2 separate regions of the Mus musculus genome follow, and region 2 is linked to region 1. A link is a contact called in public Hi-C data. All regions are on one chromosome and are shown on one strand. Each heading gives the region's core, a stretch centred on a gene start, on an enhancer-like site or on the middle of the called end of the contact. The rest is flanking DNA. Distances are from core to core; before and after follow the strand shown. Region 1 overlaps Itga1 (integrin alpha 1). Region 2 holds the start of Pelo (pelota mRNA surveillance and ribosome rescue factor).

The links. A called contact is a pair of places that touch in the nucleus more often than the background predicts.
Region 2: a Hi-C map of uterus shows a contact between it and region 1, with 2.8 times the contacts expected there. The contact joins the promoter of Pelo here to the enhancer-like site in region 1. A contact is called at or near these places in 3 of 39 promoter capture datasets (the C10 cell line, liver and macrophages), 17 of 484 Hi-C or Micro-C datasets (CD4 T cells, cerebral cortex, embryonic fibroblasts and 4 more), 4 of 115 datasets of contacts at active chromatin or transcription factors (bone marrow-derived macrophages, cardiomyocytes, effector CD8 T cells and 1 more) and 2 of 9 other capture datasets (adipose tissue and liver).

What each region holds. Positions count from the first base shown.
Region 1 is chr13:115,053,613-115,056,312 of GRCm38.p6, forward strand. All of the region lies in intron 1 of Itga1 (integrin alpha 1), which reads right to left. Among named protein-coding and RNA genes, the nearest start is that of Pelo, 35 kb to the right of the region's middle. Within about 2 kb of position 1,274, at least 16 of the 459 cell types and tissues checked have an H3K27ac peak or open chromatin away from gene starts, as enhancers often do. A contact at or near this core is called in liver and uterus, where this site is marked.
Region 2 is chr13:115,088,886-115,091,585 of GRCm38.p6, forward strand. Pelo (pelota mRNA surveillance and ribosome rescue factor) reads right to left here and starts at 1,273. Exons shown (of 2, transcript NM_134058.3): 1 at 309-1,273; 2 at 1-76. The coding sequence starts at 1,034. All of the region lies in intron 1 of Itga1 (integrin alpha 1), which reads right to left.

The DNA.
Region 1 (2,700 bases), core at 24-2,523:
GCAAGTGAACATTAAATCCATGGTGGCAAATAAAATGTATTCTAACACCATTACTTTCCTTTAATAACATCTCATGGATGTTGTTCCAACCTAGCAACAGGGGAACTCATAACTAACATTAGCTTCAATCTAAAGACTGAAATGATGACGTAGAACATGAGAGGTGATAATAAAGTTGTTAACAGTAAAGTGCTGACTTCCAGAATAAGCCCCTTTCTTCCTGCCTTGTCGCATACAACAACTTTACAATATCAAAGTGTTGTCTCTGAAATCTTAATTAATTTACCCTTCGTGCATTAAGTAATTGGATCTTAATTTTGAGGTACACGGATGCCATAAAAAACGGGGAAAATGGCTGGAATTGTAGTAAGATCTGGCCAAAACAAGGATAGGATAACGTCTTTGTAGTCAATCTGAAAGTTGAAAGGATTGTTTTTATAGCTTTCTGGTTATGAAAATGATCGAAAACCCTCTAATAGCAAAGGTATGGGAAATCAGTGAAGAAAACAGGACCATAATGGAGCCTGATCAGAGAGTCCAGAAAGAAAGGGTCTGAATATGACATCATCACTTCAAACACAGGAAGACCATACTTGCCATCAAAAATTATGTCTAATTCATGTTTCTTTTCAAACAAGCAAAATTTCTCCATATAATGATATCAAGAAAACTCCATTCCCAGTCCTTTCGTCAGAAATGATAGACTATGTCAGCAAGGTATCTCCTTGCATCAGCAAGAGCAGAAAAGCCAACTCCAACACCCTGATATTCTTGAGTTTTTCGGCTTCACCCTGGGAGGCTGTTTTGTGACTTCAGTTTGCTGCAGTAAGTGAATTGTTTTGTCTTTGCTTCTAGAGTCCATGACCTCTAGTTGTTAACAAATGGCATTTGATCTTCAAAGTGCTGTGTGTACATGTTGGGGGTGCTGTAGGGGGACAGGGGCAGGACACAAGGAAGCATAATGCTTAACACATAAGTGTTTTCTACGTAGTTTTTTTTTAAAGGACAGAATAAATAGAAAAGATTAATGATTTTGAACAGAAAGGTCATCTGACTACAAGAACTTGTTCCCTTTCAGAAGTGCTAGCGCTACCCAGAATACTCAATTTCACGAGGGTGTTCCCAAACATCGCTGTTTAAAAAAAAAAAAAAATCCCCCTTTAAAGTTTTCCTACGTAAGTCAGCTTTTCGGCAGTGTTTATTTCCCTTTGTAGTATCTGCAGACATCTGTTCATTGCCCGTATCCTCCCACCACAAATAATCGCTTGCTTCACCGGCTCCTTTCAGACTGTGTCTACTCCGGTCTTGGAAATTCTTACTCTCAGAACCCGACCCCCTTCCATGTCTACATCATGGGCTTTACAGGATAAAAAAGCTGCAGGACCTTAGGAGTCCCAGATCCCACTGTGGGAACACAACTCGTGTGTTTGTGCAAGCAACAGGAGCAAAGGGCTGGTGTCCAGCTGCCCGGACATTCTGAGAGTTGAACTCATTAGTTGGCTCAGTTGAGCACTGCTTATGGAAAGGCTCATTGCAATTCAAAACAAATTGGTGTGGCTGTGTATTGGGCAGAAATGTAATATGGCCAGTCCTTAGATATGGAAGAACCTGAATAAAAAAAGAGTTCTAACTTTGTTGGTGGAATTTGTGCAATAGATTTTATTAACATAACACCACTCTCTTCCCCACGCCTTTGTGTGTGAATGCATATGTGTGCACACATATGAAGATGTGTGTGCCGTTGCACACCTATGTGTACATCATAGCATACTGAATGGTTTCCTAATTCTCTGTCTAATTTCTCTGAGACAGCTTTTTCATTGATCCTGAAACTCAAAGCTTTCTGGAGAGGCTGATGACCCACAAATTGCATGGATCTGTTTGTGTCACCACTTGTCCCTTCTGTGCTGAGGTGACAGGCCCTTGCAGACAAAACTGGCTTTTTACCTGGGTGTTGGATCTTAACTCAACATCTCCTGGTCCCTAAAGGTTATTGTTGGTGGTGTGCGCAACAGGAACTTCTGAGAGTCAGAAAGGCAAAGTATGGTAAATAACTTCTCTGACTTATCCAGTAGCTTTAATTGGCAATTTAAAATTCCAGACATTAAGAGATTCCATTACTGATATTCCTAACCTATCAATTAGCATTTTTGATGTGAATGGTGTGGGGGTTGAGAGATTTCTTTTTGCTTTTAGTTTTAATAAACCCAATAGCAGTTTTAAACCTCCAAAAGAATTTGTGTATGATTTTCTATGCCTTCTTGACCCACGAAACTTCTTGTGTATATTAATACAAATTAGCTTAGGACTGGTCACTTACTTTGGGTTATATATCTCATTGAGAAAGAGTCCTATGTAAACTAATAAAATCTATTTCAAAGAACCTCTTTGTAAGGGGACTACAAAGTTTTGTTTAAGCTATTTCATGTAGGGAGTCTGTCAGTTGACAGAATGCATGTGGTATGTGGCTAAGATTTGTTCCAAAACCTAGGTTGGGGTGTTATTCTGTCCCCTGTTGTGCAAATAGCACATGAAGGTTCAAAAGTACCTTTCCCTTTCTCCAATTTCAAGATTAAAGCTAAAACTGAACAAAACTATACTTGGTCCTAACAAGAAAATAAAGTATAGAAGGATGGAAGAGAAGAATGAGGGGGTTTTAAGATACATAGTATCTTAAAGCATTTATTTAGATTGTTAAAA
Region 2 (2,700 bases), core at 23-2,522, 35 kb after region 1:
CTGAAAGGCGGCTCGCTACAGTAGGGTCGCAGAGGGCCTCTTTCAGGGAGTACTTGTGTCCAGAGGAGGCGTGCACCTAGAATCACAATTATAAAAGACAAAGAATCTCTGAAAGTATCCATTAATCAGCCCACGATGACATTTGACAAACACATGAATAAGGCCTAACCTGTTTAAGGACTTGGACAACTTTTTAAAGTGCTAGATACTGCAGGGTTCAGTTACAATCTCATTTATAGTCCCAGCCAAGCCTTCGGCTCCTCCCCATTCTAAAACATTAGGAAACTCTCTCTGGGTAAGATTTTTACCTGAAGGAATTTGGAGCGGTTTTCCAGGAGCACTTTATTGTCCGTCTTCACAGCTTGCTGAAACATGTAATCGCAGAACTGCTCTCGCACGAATCCAGGGCTGGCCACCAGAACGCACTTTACAACCTCGAAGTTTATGTGGCGCTGGATGGCCTGGACCACCTGTTCATAGAACCGCTCCAGGGCCCGGTCATGCTGGGAGCAGTTGCCTTTCCGTTTCCTGGGGATGTTCACCTCCACCTTGGCCCGGGTAAGGGTCATGCTGGGCGTGACTAAGCAGACGTGGGCCAGGCCCTCCTGCATGACCACAGCTGCCACATCAGCGCTCCACGCCGGGTCGCAAGCCTGCTCGATGCGTTCCAGAACCACACTGTCCCACTGTTTCTTGGCCAGGGTGAACTGGCGGTTGGGCTCCAGTTCGATGGTGTGGTAAGCCCCCATCTTGACATACTCATTCTCTTGGATATTGGTCCCCTTCACCCGCAGCTGGCAGGCCTGGGAGTCGAAGTCGATGGCCTCCACGCAAAGGGTGAGGGTGGTGCGGACACGGTTGCTCCCCACGCTGCCTGTGGAGGACTCGGTCTGGACCTTGCGGATGGTGGAGGCGCGCAGGCTGTCGCCCACCTGCACTAAATTGAAGGTGTGCCACATGTCCTCGGGCTCCTCGGGGACGAGGGTGACCTGGCCCGCATTGTCCTTCTCGATATCCTTCCTCACGAGCTTCATGACCTCAGCAGGGGCTCAGTTCAGAACAGGGGACGCTAGGGGGGGGGGGGGTGTCCCCAGGAGGGGGGGCCGGGGCAGGGAAGGGGCGGCGGGCTCAGGCCCGGAAGGAAACACTACCTCTAACTCTTGCAGCTCGGGACAGCACTTTTACCCCACGCTTTTTCTCAAGTCTCCGCGCGCTGGCCCACGCGCGGCGCGGCAAACCTCACGCTCAGCACGAGTCAACTCTCGGGACTTCCAGTCGCCGGCCCCGCGAAACCGGCTGACGCGGCGATCGCGCAGGCGCAGCCCGCCTCCCGGCGCAAGTCTGTTGTGGGTCCCTACCAGAGAGGCGGGGCCTGTCGGCGGCGCGCGCACGCAGGCGCAGTAAAAGGAAAGGCTCGCCCTAGATAAACGTCAAAGGAGGCGGTCAGCGCTCTGAAAAGCTAAGCTTTTCCCGGCACATCCCTGTGTGCGAGCACATGCCAAGTACGTGAATGCAAACATATGTATTTAAGCTGGATTTATCATTCTGCACCTTAGCGTGAAGCCAGCTTCAGAACTTATATAAAAGTGAAAAGCGCCCTCAAAAGTTCAGACTTGCCCCCCCCATCCCCGGCGAAGTTCAAACTCTGCCTGGCTTTGCTCGCTCTTTCCCTACCAGCACTCAGACCGACGAGCTTGTTGGCTCAGAGAGATCCAGAAGCGGTTTCTAAGAACTAGTCACGTACAGTCTGGGCTCAGCAACGTGTCCAGCTGTTTTCTGCGCCTGTTACCCTGTTTGCACGATCCAGTTAACCCAGATGTTAAAGGACAGAGCCCAGAGAGAGCAGTGGAATGCGTGGAATGTACCCCTGGTGGACCTCTATGTAGCTTGACCTGATTGATGTCCTGGGAATCCCAGAATCCAAAGTTGGCCGACTCAGCGCAGTAGTCTCTGAGGCGTTCAGTGTGGGAGCCGGACTGCAGTAGATTAGCGCTCGATCTTCCCTGCCACTGACTAGCCAAAAGTTGAGGATATGGGAAGTAAAGATAAGCTAATCTAATATGACCACCCCAAAAGAAGAGCCAAAGAGTTGGTTGTAAAGGAAAAGAAAAGAAAAAGAAAAACAAATAAACAAAAATCCATTCCGTTTCTCCCATCCCCTTTGGTACAGTGGCGATGGAAATACAGAGAAGTCTCTTTCTGAATGAAGACAGTGGGGGGAGCAGAGAAATCCTGACCACTTAGGCTCGCTCACTGCGTTTTGTGTAAGGATTTTAAAGCAGAGCCTTAATTGAGGAGAGGAGGTTAAAGGGAGGGTTAATCGTGTTAACTGATGTCAGCCATCTTTCTTAGAGGTTGGTGTGTGTTGCGGGGGTGGTGGTGGTTGTCCAAGACTCCAGTATAAATTTGCACCTTAACTTGCTTTGTATCCTCTCTCCCCCCACTCCGCACCCCCCTCCCATCTAATTTACCATCTTCTTATCACAGAGCCTCTAACTCACATTGCTTTGTTCCTCTAAAGCCTTTCACCGAACCAGGCACGGGTCTCACTAAAGCAAGAAAGTAGACCTTCCTGGACTCTTAATGAATGAAAGGTTTTCCCTGAAATACTGTCAACTTTTGAAAATTTCTCAAGCACTTTCTCACTCTTATAAGGAAAATGCTACCCTAATTTGAAACAATAAATAAATAAATAAATAA